Regions from separate parts of the Mus musculus genome. Here regions 1, 2, 3 and 5 are each linked to region 4. A link is a contact called in public Hi-C and HiChIP or PLAC-seq data. All regions are on one chromosome and are shown on one strand. Each heading gives the region's core, a stretch centred on a gene start, on an enhancer-like site or on the middle of the called end of the contact. The rest is flanking DNA. Distances are from core to core; before and after follow the strand shown.

Region 1 (3,023 bases), core at 94-2,593, 300 kb before region 4:
CGGGAAGAAAACTGAATCATGTTAAGCAAAGTGTGTGTGTGTGTGTGTGTGAACTTCCTAGGGAAGCTGAAACTCTGTGACTTAAGACAACAAACACCTAATTGTTACTAGATTCTGGAAACGACTGGACTGAAATCAAGGTGTCTGTCTGCATCTGTGCACACGCATGCACCCCACAAGGGTTTGCAGGGAGGGTCCTTCCTTGTCCTAATCAATCACAAGGATTCACAGGGAGGGACCTTCCTGGACTAAGGCCTCTGGGGAGTGGGGTTGGGGGTTGGGCTCCTGGCATTCTTGGCTTATGGTAGCATCATAAAAATCTTGCCTCTAGTCCTGGTTTGTGGATTTTTTTTTTTTTTGAGATCACTATATAGCATAGTCTGGCTTAAACTCATGATCCTCCTGTCTCAGCTTCCCAAGTGCTGGGATTATAGGCATATACGGCCATTCTTAGCCATTTCCTCTTTTATAAGGGGACTGGGCACTAATTTAAGACCTATTCTAAGTCTAGGATTATTTTCTCTTGACGTCCTTAACTGATTTCCAATGAATTACATCTACAGAGACCCTGTTTCCTCATAAGGTCATGTCTGGAGGTTCCAGGTAGAAATGAAATTTGGGAGAGTCATCTTATTAAACCTACTACAACATGTGACCTATTATATAAAATAGACAAAAGCAGGCATCTTAGTTACTGTTATATTGCTGTGAGGAGACACCCTGACCAAGGCAATGCCCATAAAAGAAACCATTGAACTGCGGGCTTGCTTACAGTTTCAGAAGGTTAGTCCATCAGTTTCAGTAGCATTATGACAGGGAGCATGGTTGCAAGCATGGTGCTGGAACAGTTGCTGAGAGCTACATCCTAGTAGACAAGCAGGGGTGGGGATGGGGAGAGGAAGGGAGAGGGAGAGGGAGAGGTAGAGGTAGAGGGAGAGGGAGAGGGAGAGGGAGAGGGAGAGGGAGAGGGAGAGGGAGAGGGAGAGGGAGAGGGAGAGGGAGAGGGAGGTTCAGGGAGAAGGAGAGGGAGGGAAAGGGAGAGGGAGAGGGAGGGAGAGGGAGAGGGAGAGGGAGGGGGAGGGAGGGAGAGGGAGGGAGAGGGAGGGAGGGAGAGAGTGGTCAAGAGAGGCTGATCCTGAGGTTTTTGAAACCTCAAAGCCTGCCCCACCCCCACCCCCCCAGTGACACACTTCCTCCAACAAGGCCACACCTTCTAATCCTTTTCAAAAGTTCCACTCCCTGGTGACTAAGCATTTGTACGGGAGCCACTCTCACCCAGCCACCACCGCAAGAGACTGGTTATTGATTTACATGGGGTGAGATAGCCAGCGACTGGCAACAGTCAGAAGCAATCTAGGCTGGGAGTGTTAGCTCCACGGTCCAGCAGGCACCTGGCACGGATAGCATGTCCTGATTCACACTCATAAAAGCAAACAAGACTTTTATATCCCGAAGGACACTGCTTCCCAGATGCTGGAACCGATCAAGAAGTCTTTCCGAATAAACCCCGTATGCTCTGTACTGACACCTCAGAGCCCTTGGCTTCCCCTCACCAGCTTCAAAGGATCTCTGAGCAGAGGCTCTGATGCACATTCTCCAGGTCCTGGGGAGGCTGGCATCAGAGCCACCATGGGTGCACACAGAATGTGATAAATAAGGGAAGTGCTATCTATCATGCTTCTCTGTATGTTAACCTATATAGTAAGGACTGAAACCCAGTCCCCCCAGCCCCCACTGCTCTCCGCAGCCTCTCCTTTCATTTCTGTTAACTAACCTGTAAGAAGCTGGATTTAATAACAGATGACACATGTCAATGTAAGAATAAGTTAAACATATCTTGTGATGTCCCATTGAACATATAGCCATGTGCTGATAAATGTCCATCAAACTATCAATTATATGCAATGCAATATTCTTTAAATAAAATTTTATATAGTAACTTCTATATGCAAAGAATGTATGTATTTATAAAAAATACTTCCTTGTATTTGTCGCCTAATTACCAATTGCCCTCTGTCTTAGTTAAGGTTTTACTGCTGTGAACAGACACCATGGCCAAGTCTTATAAAGTACGGCATTTCATCGGGGCTGGCTTAAAGGTTCAGAGGTTCAGTTCATTATCATCAAGGTGGGGACATGGCAACATCCAGGCAGGTGTGGTGCAGGCAGAGCTGAGAGTTCTATGTTTTCATCTTAAGGCTGCTAATGGAAGACTGACTTCTAGGCAGTTAGGGTGAGGGTCTTAAACTCATGCCCCCAGTGACAAACCTACTCCAACAAGGCCATATCTCCTAATAGTGCCACTCCCTGGGCCAAGCACATACAAACCATCACACCCTCCCTCTCTCCCTCTCTTCTTCCCTCCTTTCTCTCCTCTTTCCTTACTTCCATCTATCCATTATTCCTTCCTTCCGATCTACCTATCTATCTGATCATTCTATCTATCTATCTATCTATCTATCTATCTATCTATCTATCTATCTATCTATCTATCTTATCTATCCTATCTATCCTATCTATCTATCTATCTATCTATCTATCTATCTATCTATCTATCTATCTATCTATCTTTATGTATCTGTATCTATAAGAGCTCACTAAGTTGCCCAGGCTGCCTTCAAACTCATGAGCTTCCAACCTCAGCCTTTCAAGTGATTGGGATTACAGGCATGCACCAGTGTGCCTGACCCACTGCCCTTTATGCCATGCCCTTTTTATTTTTTCTTATATAGTAAAAATAATAGTAGATATAGTAATTTAATGGCAAAAATAGATTCCTTACAAATTATGAAGGCAAGTTTTAGTTGTTCTTTTTTAAAAGTTTAATGTGTGTATGTGCATGTGTGTGTATGTATGTGTGTAATAGAGAAGGTTGTCTCACTGTGTAGCCCTGGGTAGTTTAGAGCTCACTATGTAGACTAGGCTGGCCTCTTAGAGGTCATTCTGCCACCTCCTCTTGAATACTGGTATTGTAGGTAAGGTCCACCACACCTGGCCTGCCTGTTTTCTCTTTCAGTGACTTA
Region 2 (3,390 bases), core at 195-2,694, 380 kb before region 4:
GGATCACACCCAGCTTTTCTGTGCTATGTGCTAGGATCTGAACTCAGGTTCCCATGCTCAAAGGCAAGCACTTTGACAGGCTGTACCTTCTCCTCAGGTCCAGTAAATAAACACTTGGACCTTTCAAATGATTGTGCCTTGCATCTTGTTGTTGTGGGTGCTAGCACTGGGCAGTTGCTAATTTATAGGGGCTTTTATGATAGTTACAAGGTTGGGATCCACAAACAAGTAGATTCTTAACATCAGAAGCACATACGATCTGCCCGAAGCCTGAATCGGGGCCGTTATGTCTTTGTTTTATGACAAGGGGCAAGGTAACCTTTCCTAGCTTTAATATCCTCATCTGATGTCATCTGCAAAGCACACCTAACAATTCTAAGCTGATAGGGTTGTTGTAAAAGAATGAATGAGGGGCTGGGGTGAGAGAGGCTCTGGCCTCAGTCCCCAGCACCACACACTCAAATGAAAACACAGAGAAAAAGACAGGTAAAACCCCATGCTACAGGCCTGGCACCCGCATGCATGCATGCATGCCTCTTGGTGATTTGTACTAGGCAGCCTGAGCTCTGACAAATGTTTGTGAGTTACCTACAGCATTGTCTCAGAGATGTAAAGGCTTTAAGAAATCGTCTTCAGAAGCACAGCTCACATTTCTAGGGAGACGCCTTTTGTTTAGCTGCATTGTTTACTTCAGTTCCCTAAAAGCGTGATCTCTGGAATGCCATAGCCACGTGACTTGGTCCCAGCATGTCACAAACTGCTTCTGCTTTGATGGGCTATCGAGCAGTTCCCAGAGAGCAGCTGCCTCTCCGGAGTTTTGTGTGGAGTGGTATCTATCCATCCACAAGACCTGCGGTGAGTCAGCGGCCTCCTCCCCCGAGTCCCAGCACAGTAAGCCAGGGCGTTCTCCGTCACAGGCTCATTGCTTTATTTAGTTAGCTGTCTCTGGCTATTCATCATCTCTGGAAAATGATCAAATAAGCCATGCATTTTTAACTCTAGCAAATCCTGGAGTTCCCTGTTAAAATACCTTGGCGCACTGCCACGGAGCCACAACAAACACGCAGGCAGCTCCGCTTTCAACCTTCCCGCTTGCCTCGATGTGCGCACGTGCAGTCTTAGCAACTTATTTCTGACAGTGACATTAAAGAGTAATTTGTCTAGGAGTGTTATATAAACACGGGAAGAACATGGAACACCTTTCCACAAGCATATACAGGAACAGGAGGACAAACTGTAAAACTAAACAAAGCACGGCTGTATTTTCCTCAAGAAAGCACCCAACGGGCTCACTGCCAGCAGAATGGGGACAGATTCAGCTCAAATCCCTCAACCTCATGGCAGTGACTGTTTGTCCAGACTGGACAGTCACCCTGTCCTCCCGACCCCATCTATCTTGCAACAATCCTGAGTTATGGCCACAGCTAATGCAGCCATCTCTGAACATGGCGGTATGCCACCACTCAACCCTTCTGGGGTCACGACACTCTGACTCAGTTTCAGAGAGTGTGGAGTTGGATTTGGCACGACATCACATAACAATTAGATCAAGCTTTCTTTCTCATCTATACAAAGTCCCTTCTTCCCGACAGAGGCCTGGCCTGGGTGGAGTTAGAGAAATGAGGCTCGGAATCGGCCCAAGATACAGAGATCATGCCTGCTGTGGAGACACACTCTGGGACACACACACACACACACACACACACACAGTCTTTAACAGTGTCCTTCTGGCTGGAGAACACAAACTATTACGTTCTATCCCTTGTGGTACTGCAAATCTAGTTCACTCTTGTTTGGGGTGGTGGGGACTAGATAGGGAACACTGGGGGCAGTCACTGACACTTTAATGCCTCGACCTTTCTCTGCACGGTCACACAGTGTAAACTCTCCACCTCTGGATGGTGATGAGCAGCAGCAAACGGGAGCGTGGCTACGTCTGTGCCTCCCTGTCTGTGCTCATGTGGTCCACGGTGCAGACAGAAGCTCTGAGTGTCTGACTAGACATGAGTCAGGAGAAAGGAAGCAGCAGGCTAGCCTGGGCCAGGTGGACGATGTCTGGACTGTATGCTATCTAGTGCATTTGGGAGGTGCCGTGTGGGTGGGGTTTGACAAAGGACTTCATTGTCTAGAGACTTGGAACAGTTGATTATAAGCCCACCGAATGGATCTGTTCAGCTCTGGGCTACCTCTGCTTGTCCTGTGCTGAGTCCACTATAGCAGCTTTTGTGCACCACAAGTCACAGAACAGGGGATTGCAGAGAAAGGCCACTAAGGTGGAAAATAAGAATATGGAACTCTTCTCCCCTAAACTCTTTTCTTGTCCTTTCCTGTCATTGTTTCGTAAACATGACAACCTCACTGCAAAGGGCTTGTAGTAGTTTGTACAGACCTGGTCCTTACTAACATCCTATTTGGGGGCTGAGCATGTACATTTCAAGAAAAATGTCTACTCTGAGGTAAATTTTGTGCAATTAATATACCCTAAATATAGATTATATGTTACATGTTACATGTCACATGTCACACATTACATATCATACTATATTATATATGACATGTTATATATTATATCATAATTTGATATATTAATATATAGTGTATTATATTACAATCTTATATTAATTAATATAATTTAGTAATCACTTTATCAATTATTATATATAATTATATAATACCAATTAATTTATGATCAGTTATAAATATTAAATTGTGCTAATTTAAATAAATGTAAATAAAATTGTGTTATTATGTGATTAATAAATAATATATATTATCATATACATTAAAGTGTCAATCTGTGTCAATGCTGCTATTGTCCCAATACTCAAGAAGATTATGAGTTCAAGGCCAGCCTGGGCTACATAGTATGATCCAGAGTTAAAGAAAGAAGCAGAGGTGAGGGAAATAGGAGAGGGAGGGAGGGAGGGAGGGAATAGAGAGAAGGAAGGAGGGAGGCGGGAGGGAGGAGCCGAGGGGGAGAACAGGAGTCAGGCAGAAAAGGATAGGAAAGTGAGAACTGGAAAGTGAAAATCAGGGGCTGGGATGGATTCCAGGGGAAGCTCTGAAGGGAGGGATGGTGGAGCTGCCAGTCCCCAGAAGCCCAGAAGTACGGGATGCTGATGCTACAAATGGTTCCTCCTTATCAGGAGGGCAGGCGAGTGCAGCACTCATTCAACTCACTCCTTAGTCACATCCCTGCCTTCTGGAGCATTGTGTACACATATGGGGTGTGGGGGGCGTCTCAGGGGCTGATGCCACAGAGGAAGGTTGCTTGATGCTGACCTATCAGGTGATTGTAACAAACGTCCCACTCATGGGGAGGCCCTGATGATGGGCTGTGTATGTGAGAGGTAAAGAACACAGGAGCGTTCCCTGTGAATTCATTCTACT
Region 3 (3,260 bases), core at 172-2,671, 500 kb before region 4:
TAAATTCACAGTGTTTTAGCATTCCTCAAACAAACTGTATCCTGAAAGATTGAGAAGGCTGGTCAAAGAGAAATACATTGCTATATAATGCAGAATGATAAACTTGGAGGTTCATTATTTAAAAAGAGGAGGGGAGAACAGGTCCCAAACATGAAATGTGAAAAACTTTCAAACAAATTTAATCATGACCCTCAATGGAGAAATTAAGATGGATGGATGGGTAGATAAATTGATACTCCCAAGTTTCTAGTCATTTCTACAGAGCATCTTTATTCTGCCCACATTTAGCTGTCTGGATAGACCAGAATTCCAGTCTTAAACTACTACCTATGTTCCTTGCTACATGAAATCCTACAGTACGTTAAGCCTTAGGATGGTCAGCTTAACCTACATATGTGAGCATTACTTTTCTATACCTCTAATTTAACACTCAGAGTGCTAAATGTTTTCCTAAAAGAGTATAAAGTCTCAAGGTCGACAAGTAGAGCCAAATAAAAACAGCTGCATGCATGCCCTTCCAGTCCCTAGTAGAAACCTAGTAAAAATGTGCTACCACTTAAAACATATTACTCCCTCTCTCCCTCAACACAGAGAGAGAGAGAGAGAGAGAGAGAGAGAGAGAGAGAGCGCTGCAGCAACTTTTACGAAATGGTAATTTATTAAGTGCTCTCCCTGAAATAAGTTTCAGTGGGTTGTGCATCTTAGGAACTCGGATTTTCCTGAGCCAACTGAAACATGCAAGCACCCTACACATCGGACTCTGTAGACCTGGGAAATAAAGCGTTGGGGGCACCAAACTCCCCTATGCACTAAAATGAAATCTGGTCTTCCCATCCAAGGCAACTTCAAAAACAATAGTTAGGAAAGGAAAAAAAAAAATTAAGGGTTGATTCAAGTGATTCCCACGTGGGAATCCATGGGAGTTTCCCTGAAACAAAAACCACTGCCAGAATAAGGTTGCCAGGAAAAGGCATGGGACAGAGCTGGCCATAGGCTTTCTCAGTTTAGTGTCCAAAAAGGTGCAAGTGTCCACTCTGGAGACACAGCTGCTCTAAGAAAAAACTCCGAGTACTTGCATTACTCCTGCAAACTGACACTTTCTCCTATTGGTAGAAAGGAAAGGTTTCCACTGCCAACCCTCCCGAGGAACAGCCGAACTCCAGCATCAAAGCACCCACCCGCTCCCACTTGTCACCTTATAATGTCCCCCTCCCCCGGGTCCACTCACGCTTCAGAGTCGAGCGGTGGCGCTGACAATGTGGCTGGCTCCCTTCCTCCTTCGGGCTGAGGCGGGCAGCTGCGGAAGGCTGGCTAGGCGCGGAACTGAGGAAGAAGCGGTGCTAGCGTCGCTCCACCAAGCAGCTACCCGGGTCTCTTCCGCGCTGCTGGGATAGAGGCGGCGGTGGCGGCCCCGCTCGCTCACCGCTTTTTCTCTTCCTGGGTCCCTGCAGACTGTGGTGGCTTCAGCCCGTCCTGGGCCACTTGTCCCGGGACAGTCACGATCAGAAAGCTCGAAGATTTTGTTTGGGTAAAGTTTCCTCTGGGCGGAGGCTGCAGCCGGCCCCCCAGGTTCCCCCCCGGCCCCACCGCCCTGGGGGGCTGGGGCGGGGAGGGGGCGCCGAGAACTCCTGGAGTCCCGCCGAGGAGCCGGGGTGCGGCGGCAGGCCCAAAGAGAAGCCCCCCCAGAGGGGGTGGAGGGGAGGGGAGGGGAAGGAGAGGACAGCGGCGCCGGGGCCGCTCACCACGCCGCCGCGGCCGTTTCACATCGGGGTCCCCGCCCCCCCGGCCCGGAGGTGGCTCCTGGGCTGGGGGCCGGGGTTCATACACTCCGCTATGGGATGCTACGGCCCCGGGCGGCTGGTGTGGACAGCGGCAAGGCTGGGGACCCGGCGGGCTCGGATCGGCGCCGCCCCCGCTCCCGGCTCCCGCATGTGTCGCGGCGGCCGGGACCCCCTCCCTACACCTCGGGGGGTCCTTCGTCCCACAGTCCGGGACGAGGCAGAAAGCCCAGCCCCTCGCGGGCGTCCTCTCCCGGCTGAGCAGCTACGAGTCCCGACCCGCGGCAGCCGCCTCCCTGCCCCCCGGCCGCGGGCTCCGGCTCGGGCTCGGGCTCGGGCTCCGGCTCCGGCTCCGGCTGGGGCTCCGGCTTCGGCGTGTGCAGCAGCCGCTGCCGGCCGGGAATGTAAGGGGGGGAGCCGACGGCGGCCGCGGCTCCCGATGGCCCGGGCTGCGGCAAAGGTCTTGGCGGCGGCCAGTGCACGGATGCCGGGTCTCTCGGATGCTCGCTCACTCACTCGCTCTCACGCTCTCCCCGGCGGCGGCGGCAGCGCCCGAAGCTCAGCTTCTGTCTCTCTCTCGCTCTGTGCGGGGCTCTCGCCTCACTCCACAGAGGGGCGGGAGGAGAGTGGCGCCCAGCGATGACGTAAGTCGCCTAGCAACCGCTCTCCTCCCCCTCCCTTCCCCTTCCTCTCTGCGCCTTCCTCTCCGGGCCTCTTCTCCCCATCTCCAGCCACCCCGCCCTGGGAGGCTGCGGCGCGTTCTGATGACGCACCAAGGGAAGAGGAAGTCGCGATCTGCGAGCGGGTGGGTGCGCCTCGGGCCGCGGGACTGCTGCTGCTGCTGCTGCTGCTGCTGCTACCGCCGCCGCTGCCGCCGCCGCCTCTACGGCCGCGTCAGAACTGAAGAGAGGAAGGGGAGGAGCCCAGGCGAGCCTAAGCTACCGCCTGATCTTACCCCTGACCCTAGGGCGGCGCGGAGAGGGAGCTCTGTCGCCGTTCCCTCCGGGGCAGGTGCGGACTGCTCCTCTGGGAATGAGGAGGCCCGGGATCGGGCTAGGGCGCGCAACACCCGAAGGTGAGGCTTTTGGCCCGGAGCAGATCCTGGAACCGAGAGACGGCTGGAAAAGTTAACCTACAGCCAGTGGCTGCACCTGCTCCCGGGAGCGAACGTCCCACCCTTCCCTTGGCGTGGGGTGAAACCTTGCGCCGCATTGTGTGTAGTAGTGCACTACGAAGGTTTGATGAGTGAATGAATGAATTAATGCCTCTAGCACAGCAATAGCGGGACTCAGAGGTGATAGTGGAAGCGCACGCGTTTTGTAAGTTGAAGCGTAGAAACAAGTTGTACTACATCTCCCTCCTCACCCCCACCCGCCCCCTGCCACGAAAGAAAAAGGATGCCGTTTCTTCAGAGTCGCAACTTCAGAGTTTTGTGGGAAAGGAGGCGAATTGGCAGGACTGGGGAACAGGGCTGAAAGAGAA
Region 4 (3,239 bases), core at 617-3,116:
CTGGAGGTAGAGATCATACGGGTCCTTCTCCCTTTCTGCATCGTTCCCAAGGGAGGAACGGGAAGGGAGTGACCGAATTCGTCCCTATTCTGGAAAGGACTCCAACCGAGTCTGGAGTCTTGGGGTTGGGCCTGAGGCTTGCCCCACGTGACTGAGAGACTCACTTTTCTTATTTACAAAAATCAAAGGCTTAAGCTATGTGACCAGTGGCATCCATCTCTGTAACCTAAATGTCATTGAAGGTTCTGAGTGGTTCTTCTGGACCCGTTCGTTTGTGCTGTTGAGTTTATTTGCAAACCCTCTGCCATGTTCCCCAGACCCCACTCGGTGTTTCTTATCCCTCTGCGATGCCAAAGGAAGTTAAAGATCTCAGGAAGCAAGATGGGCCTTCTATCACAGTTTCCTACGCAATCTCAGCACCTCAGATCCCACAACCTGCCGGTCTATAAAGGGCCCAGGATGAAAATTCAGGAGCTATATTGTAACAAGAAGTAACTGAAGTGCTTGAAAGCTGTGCTCAGGGGAACAGCATGACTCTGCTGTGTGGGGGATGTATTGGGGTCTGTGTGTCTCAGCCTAGACTCATGGTCTAAAAGACAGGGAACCAAGACAGCCCTGCTCGGCCAGGTAGCCCGTGTGTACAGTGATGTACAGTAGGCACCCTTCCATGGGTCTCCCTCCTAATCCTGGGAAGGGGTGACTCTGCTGGGAGAGGGGAGGCAGAACCACGCTTGCCTGAGATACCTCTTCATCAGAAAGGATGCCCAAAGCACGTACCCATATGCAGGTAGCCTTTTCCCAATGCCCTGGTGTCTTTAAAGGAGACTCACTTCATTTAATACTTTAGGTTCCTTAGGCCAAGAGATACCCATGCAGATAATACTCCAGAACTCGAAAGCTCTTTAGGTAATTGCATCTAAAAATATCCTCTGGACAGGCATGCCGAATTAAATGTGTAATACAGTGAGAGCAGCCCTAAGAAACCCAGCAGCCCAGCAGCAAAGCTTTGGCAAACTGGGTGACCTGATTATTTGTCTGTTTCTGGGTCTTTATCATGTGCTATAATGCATTATCTCTGCTGACCAAAGCTGCTGTCTTCTGCTTTGGTACAAGGAGTGTGTGGGGGCTGGGGGGGGGGGTGGCACTTAGCCCCACCTAAGCTGCCTCTGGGGAGACTGGAGTACTACTGCTTGCTGCAAGAAAGAAACACAGAACTAAGACACTGTTGATAGCAGAATCTTCAAACCCAGTAAGTAAACAAGAGGCTTGAGTTTCCTGGCATGAGAGTGCTCCTCTTGGGAGATCTTGCTGTCTTTGCATTACTGGGTGTTTGCTGTTTCTTAAAAGATGGACCGTGAAAGCCATCTGATTAAACTTGGGTGGGGCTACTTGAGTGGATGAGGTGTGTCTTCATTGGTAAACAAAAATAAACTTTAAAAAAGGAAGCCGGGCCCCGTGCCGGGACAAGCTAGGGTGGAATCTCCATCAAACAGGATTTGTGTCAGGCTCAAGCTGGCCCTCTGCCTGCCATTCTGGGAAGAAATTCATGCAGATTGGAGTGCTGAGTCTTCAGACATCAGGGTGGAATCCCCATGCCAGGCATACAGTATCTTTGAAACAAGTAACCATATGCTTTCAAGTATCTGACTTCATTTTATATTCAGCTCACTTGCATGCAGGCATGCACACGCTGGGGTTGACTGAGCACGTCTGTGGCAGGCTGCAGCCGGATCATGAAGATAGGGGAGGCAGCGCTTGAATGTTAAGTTTCTTTTGAGTTTTGTGACTATACTTCTCTCTGCTCAGTTTGGACCGCTGAGTTAGCTGCTTTTGTTCTTGGCTGCTACACTGTGGCCAGATGATTTTTTTGAGCATCCTGGAGAACTAGTGCCCTCTTGTGGACAATGCACTAATCTCAGATTCAGTACATGTCAGATTTCCTAAAGGGCCTTATATTTAAATATTCTTGGCAGAGAACACAGAAGGAAGTTTGATGTTCTCTGAACGCAGAGAACAAACTTTTATGTTAAGAAAAATGACTTGATTTGGAACTTTGGGTCAGGGAGTCTATTACTTAATAGTGTTTCCTAAGAAGTTATAGCTTTATATTATAGTCCACCCCCCAACCCCGTGTGTGTGTGTGTGTGTGTGTGTGTGTGTGTGTGTGTGTGTGTGTGTGTGTGTGTTGGATGTAAAGCCCTTATCTGGCATGCTTTATTTGTAGCACTCAGGAGGCAGAGACAGGCTGATCTCTGAGTTTGAGGCCAGACTGGTCTACAGAGTGGATTCCAAGACAGCTAGGACTATAGAGAGAAATACTGTCTCAACAAATGGGGGGGGGGGGGAGGGGAGGGGGAGGGGAAAGGGAGGGGAGGGTGAAAAGGAGGGGAAGAGGGAGACCTTTCCATAAAGACAGCTGGCTCTTTTGAATCTCTATAGGGTAAGCACTTGCTGTAAATGCCAAGCCATACTGCTGTTTTAGGTATTCACACATGTTACAAAACACCCCAGGCAATCTCCTTCACAGCCCTAACAGCTCCTGGTCAAAGATGAAGTGTGTCTCTCACAGTCTTCCCAGAGGGAACGCCTCAGGAGCGAGGCTCCATGTTAAGTGTTGGACACTTAGTAAGGACCTGGTAGGTGTCTGCTCTCCTCAGGTTTATTGGTGACCTTTTCAGCTCGCAGGTCACCAGACCCAACAGTCACCATGCTAAGTTCTTGGCTGGACTCTAGAAGTGGATAAGAGTGGCGGGAAGCAAATGAGGTCGCAGAGTCTGGTTCACTGTAAGAGACAACCTAGAAATCCCCCAATGTAGGATGCTGCGAGTAATCACACAGCAAGTGCGCCGAGCAACATCACTAGTAAAGAGCTAGAGACCCCTCTCCTGCCAGGGTCGTCTTCAAGCTGCCACTTTCCTCTGGCAGGGGTCTCTCCTGACGCAGACTGCAGGCCACTTCCTTGTTTCTCGATCATTTTGTCGCCCGCATGTGCAAGCCTTATCTATAGTTCAGCTTGTACCACTCCATTTCGTGTAACTTCACACTGTATCTTTCCAGTTGGTTCCTTTCCAGCCCTGCCCTTTCTGTGTTTTGTTTTGTTTTGTTTTGTTTTGTTTTGTTTTGTTTTGTTTTAAAACTGTGATTTGGACCCAGGGCCACACACATGTTAGGAAAGTACTGTACCACCCCGGTATATCTCCGATCCCTCTGTCACTTTTTATTCTGAGACAGGGTCTCTC
Region 5 (3,467 bases), core at 5-2,504, 340 kb before region 4:
ATAGGAGTTTAAAGGAAAGCTACACGGCAGACAAGCCTTCGATTTCGGCAGCCGCCAGGAGGAGGGGGGGCGGGGGGGGGGGATGAAGAAAAGGGAGAAGGAAGGAGAGGCGGAGCTAGAAGGAAGGAGAGGCGGAGCTTCGCGTAGCAATGGAGGTCTGTATGCAGATTCACGGCTGCCAACAGCTAGGTGGTAAAAAGCAGTGTAGCTTCAGATAAAGAGAGAGAAAGCTCAGAGTGACAGAGAAAAAAAAAATGCTAGGCTTTAGTGGTTATCCAAGAGAAAGAAGTAGAGAAGAGGAATGGGGTGAAAAAAAAATTTTTTAAGTGGGCAAATTTTTTGGAGCTGCAAGACCATCAACACTCAAGCGACTGCTTTAGGGGCAAAACTTCTGGGCGGGAAAAGTTCATCACCCAAAGAGGGTATAATTCCTCCCATCCTTTAGCACGGCTGTAGGAGAATGAGCCTTCCTGGAGGTTGATCTCTTGCCCGGGTGGTTGAGGGTAATTTCAGTCACACCTTTATACCTAGTTTCCAGGGAGACTTTAGGAGAGAAAAAAAATACAGAGAATTACAGCCTCTTCTGCCTTTGCTGGGCTCTAGCCAGCACAGAACCAAGGACATTTGCAGCTTTCAGTGGAAGAAAAAGCTGTTTACTTGTGGGATCATCTACCTTGAACGTCAGAGTCAATTTCTAGAGCCTGTCCTCACCGCCACGGCCATTTGAATCACACGGTTGGGTGACGGTGTATTGAACTCCAGACTGCGGTCGGGAAAGGAGAAAAATCAGAAAATCCCAATCCAAGGTGTAGTTGCTGGAGAAACTAAGGAAAGATCAGTGGTGTGCCAGTAAGACGGCCAATCCTTCTGGTAGTGGCTCAGCTCAGTTTGTCACACACCCACAGTAGGACTTTTGAGTATGCACAGATCTGAAGGAAGGAAGGGGGGTTCATAGAAAGGTGTGTGGGCGACAGACTTGGGAAGGAAGCTGGGACAAGCTGCTGGAGATGGAGGGACAAATGAGACTTGAGTGTGTGGTAAGAGTTGAGGATGTCCCCTCTGTGGGTGACATTCTCCTTTAAGAAACAAGTGTCCTCTGCCCATGTGATAAGATAGATCTCTAACAGCAGAGCTTGTGCCACTGGGGGTTTCATTGGCGGCTGAGCATTTTGCTACAATTGGGATGGCGCAGCCTGCTGAGACACTGGGATGGGATGAAAATAGCAGCTCACACAGGCTGTCCTTTTGGGTGCCTATTTCAATGCACAGTAAGTGAAGTCATTGCACAAATATTCATGAGTAGTTGTCACTTGACACTGACCCAAATAGGTTTATTACTACAACTCCACTTTCAAACAGACGAAAATAGGCTTGCAGTGTGTGCAAGAGTACTCAGAGTCATACTTGTCAGCTCTGGAATGGACATCATCACCCTGGAAGTCATGAGAAGGGAGAATAACTAAGTATTCACAGTGTGAGGCTGGCAATCAATGCAAGGAACGACCCTTTCTCTGTTAAGTACTTACAATTCACATATTTATACAGAATGTGTGTGCAGGTGTGTGTGTGTGTGTGTGTGTGTGTGTGTGTGTGTGTGTGATCACACCCAGGATCACATACAGTGTGATTTCATAAGTACGGAGACAAACGGAGGAGTCCACTAGAGATAAGCCTTGGACACGATTGAGACAAGTAGAGAGCTGGCCCTAGGGCCATGAAGGTTTAAGGTCCACAGAAAACCTTAGAAAAGCTTCCCTCGTGGTGATCATCTGATCATTTGTCTTTGTTTTGATCGATCGAAAAGGCTGCACACTCTATTTCATTTTAATTTCCCTAAGGATTAGCATAAACCTAGTGCTTATGAATAATGAAATTGATTTGTTCTCTCAAATACCCTAGTATTTAAGAATGCAGGTAAAAGGTGGCAATTCCTTTTCTATGAGATCTATCCCAAAGCTTCTACAAACAGGAATGTATTTAGGGGGCTGGAGGGATGTTCAGTGGTTAAGAGCACTGACTGCTCTTCCAGAGGTCCTGAGTTCAATTCCCAGCAACCACATGGTGGCTCACAACCATCGGTAATGAGATCTGACGCCCTCTTCTGGTGTGTCTGAAGACAGCGACAATGTACTCAAACACATAAATTTTTTAAAATGTATTTTTAAGGTTACAGTGAGATGTATCAATGACTTCAAGTCAAGTTAAAGGTTTAAATTGCAAAGAAAATATCCCATAATGAAAAGTCTGAAGATGAAACTATTCCCAGGCTGTCTGGTCCAGAAGTTGGGCCAATCAAGAATGTGAGCTCTTTCCAGCTTCCTGCTCTGCAGTCTTTAAAGTGATGTGGTCCTGAGACTGGTCCTTTGGTAGATGCGAGATGATCATTCCTTTTTCAAGGGTCAAAATCTAACACAATGTTGAAAGAAATCTAAGGGAAAATGTTCAGAACTGTGAATGCATATGTCAATGGTAGGATGTTGGCCCAGCTACACAAGGCCCTGGGTTACAGCACTACCACTTAAACTGATTTTCTGTTATAAGAAGATCAGTCCACAGGATCTCCATGGAGGAAGGAGTGGACTGACTTTTGAAAGTTGCCCTCTGACCTCCACTTGTGTGCTATGGCATGCCCCTCGCCCTCACATGAATAAAATTGTGTATTTTTAAAAAGGAGTCATTCCTCACTAGGGGTGCTAATGACCCACCATACTAACTAACTCCTCAGGAGGATCACTTGGGATCAGGAATTTGGGACCAGCCTGGGCTACAGTGTGAGACACTCCTCCCATGACAAAAAGAAAAAGATTTGGGAGGGGTTCTGACTACTTCAACAGAACAAACATCAATGAAAGGAGTGCAAAATGATTTTGGAATGGACAGCTAAGAATGTCTGTTACTGGGGGGAGTTCCTTCTGGCTGGGAGTTGGTAAGAGGATACAAAATTTTAGCTGCGTGGAAGAATAAATACAAAACATCTGTTGTACAATGGGTGACTACAGTCTTTTGTGCAGTGGGGTTACTACAGTTTACTATGCAGCAGGGTTGACTACAGTCTGTTGTATAGTTGAGGTGACTACACTCTTGCACAACAGGATGACCACAGTAAATAACAAATATATTGGAGCCTTGAAAACTGCTTTGTAAAGATGGAAGGCTACAAAAATAAAATGGAGTAAAAATTCAGAATTAAAGACAATGAGAAAAATCTAGATGAAATACAGACTAAGAAAACACTTTAGGTGTAGAATAATATAACGAGTAGAAAAAAAACAGGCACCCAGTGAACCATTAAGTAAAATGGAAACTTAAAGGATCTTTGGAGAGTAGGTTGGATGGTGTTTTGCTGGGGCAAACATGAGAAGGAACATTTAGCTAAAGCAGATACAGGTGGAAGGATAATCTGCTAAAGCAAGCACAGGACGGAGGATTGTTAGCTAACGATACGCATGTATTGGTCCGCCTTACAT

What was found. A called contact is a pair of places that touch in the nucleus more often than the background predicts. HiChIP or PLAC-seq counts read pairs in DNA pulled down with a chosen protein or histone mark.
Region 1: a contact with region 4 is called in a FOXA1 HiChIP or PLAC-seq map of pancreatic cancer cells. The contact joins two enhancer-like sites. A contact is called at or near these places in 1 of 484 Hi-C or Micro-C datasets (the G1E-ER4 cell line), 2 of 115 datasets of contacts at active chromatin or transcription factors (a colorectal cancer cell line and pancreatic cancer cells) and 1 of 9 other capture datasets (pancreatic islet).
Region 2: a contact with region 4 is called in a Hi-C map of the N1E-115 cell line, with 12 times the contacts expected there. The contact joins two enhancer-like sites. A contact is called at or near these places in 1 of 39 promoter capture datasets (hematopoietic stem and progenitor cells), 1 of 15 datasets of contacts at CTCF or cohesin (the NIH/3T3 cell line), 11 of 484 Hi-C or Micro-C datasets (the C2C12 cell line, the G1E-ER4 cell line, the N1E-115 cell line and 5 more), 4 of 115 datasets of contacts at active chromatin or transcription factors (bone marrow-derived macrophages, extraembryonic endoderm stem cells, microglia and 1 more) and 2 of 9 other capture datasets (adipose tissue and embryonic stem cells).
Region 3: a FOXA1 HiChIP or PLAC-seq map of pancreatic cancer cells shows a contact between it and region 4. The contact joins the promoter of Fbxw7 here to the enhancer-like site in region 4. A contact is called at or near these places in 1 of 39 promoter capture datasets (cranial neural crest), 1 of 484 Hi-C or Micro-C datasets (cortical neurons) and 4 of 115 datasets of contacts at active chromatin or transcription factors (differentiating embryonic stem cells, embryonic stem cells and pancreatic cancer cells).
Region 5: a contact with region 4 is called in an H3K4me3 HiChIP or PLAC-seq map of bone marrow-derived macrophages, with 5 times the contacts expected there. The contact joins two enhancer-like sites. A contact is called at or near these places in 3 of 39 promoter capture datasets (HPC-7-derived erythroid cells, embryonic stem cells and neutrophils), 3 of 484 Hi-C or Micro-C datasets (the HL-1 cell line, cumulus cells and granulocyte-monocyte progenitors), 2 of 115 datasets of contacts at active chromatin or transcription factors (bone marrow-derived macrophages and embryonic stem cells) and 1 of 9 other capture datasets (pancreatic islet).

What each region holds. Positions count from the first base shown.
Region 1 is chr3:84,608,696-84,611,718 of GRCm38.p6, reverse strand. The region is part of intron 1 of Gm46836 (a long non-coding RNA gene); the gene reads right to left. Among named protein-coding and RNA genes, the nearest start is that of Gm46836, 6.2 kb to the right of the region's middle. Within about 2 kb of position 1,343, at least 23 of the 459 cell types and tissues checked have an H3K27ac peak or open chromatin away from gene starts, as enhancers often do. A contact at or near this core is called in pancreatic cancer cells, where this site is marked.
Region 2 is chr3:84,694,190-84,697,579 of GRCm38.p6, reverse strand. All of the region lies in intron 6 of Tmem154 (transmembrane protein 154), which reads right to left. Among named protein-coding and RNA genes, the nearest start is that of Tmem154, 30 kb to the right of the region's middle. Within about 2 kb of position 1,444, at least 106 of the 459 cell types and tissues checked have an H3K27ac peak or open chromatin away from gene starts, as enhancers often do. A contact at or near this core is called in the C2C12 cell line, the G1E-ER4 cell line, the N1E-115 cell line and 3 more, where this site is marked.
Region 3 is chr3:84,813,738-84,816,997 of GRCm38.p6, reverse strand. It overlaps Fbxw7 (F-box and WD-40 domain protein 7), which reads right to left and starts at 1,421. Exons shown (of 14, transcript NM_001177773.1): 1 at 1,229-1,421. Gm35486 (predicted gene, 35486) reads left to right here and starts at 2,565. Exons shown (of 1, transcript NR_165832.1): 1 at 2,565-3,260.
Region 4 is chr3:84,313,373-84,316,611 of GRCm38.p6, reverse strand. No RefSeq gene overlaps it. Among named protein-coding and RNA genes, the nearest start is that of Trim2, 55 kb to the right of the region's middle. Within about 2 kb of position 1,866, at least 91 of the 459 cell types and tissues checked have an H3K27ac peak or open chromatin away from gene starts, as enhancers often do. A contact at or near this core is called in the C2C12 cell line, the G1E-ER4 cell line, the N1E-115 cell line and 4 more, where this site is marked.
Region 5 is chr3:84,650,623-84,654,089 of GRCm38.p6, reverse strand. No RefSeq gene overlaps it. Among named protein-coding and RNA genes, the nearest start is that of Tmem154, 14 kb to the left of the region's middle. Within about 2 kb of position 1,254, at least 59 of the 459 cell types and tissues checked have an H3K27ac peak or open chromatin away from gene starts, as enhancers often do. A contact at or near this core is called in bone marrow-derived macrophages, where this site is marked.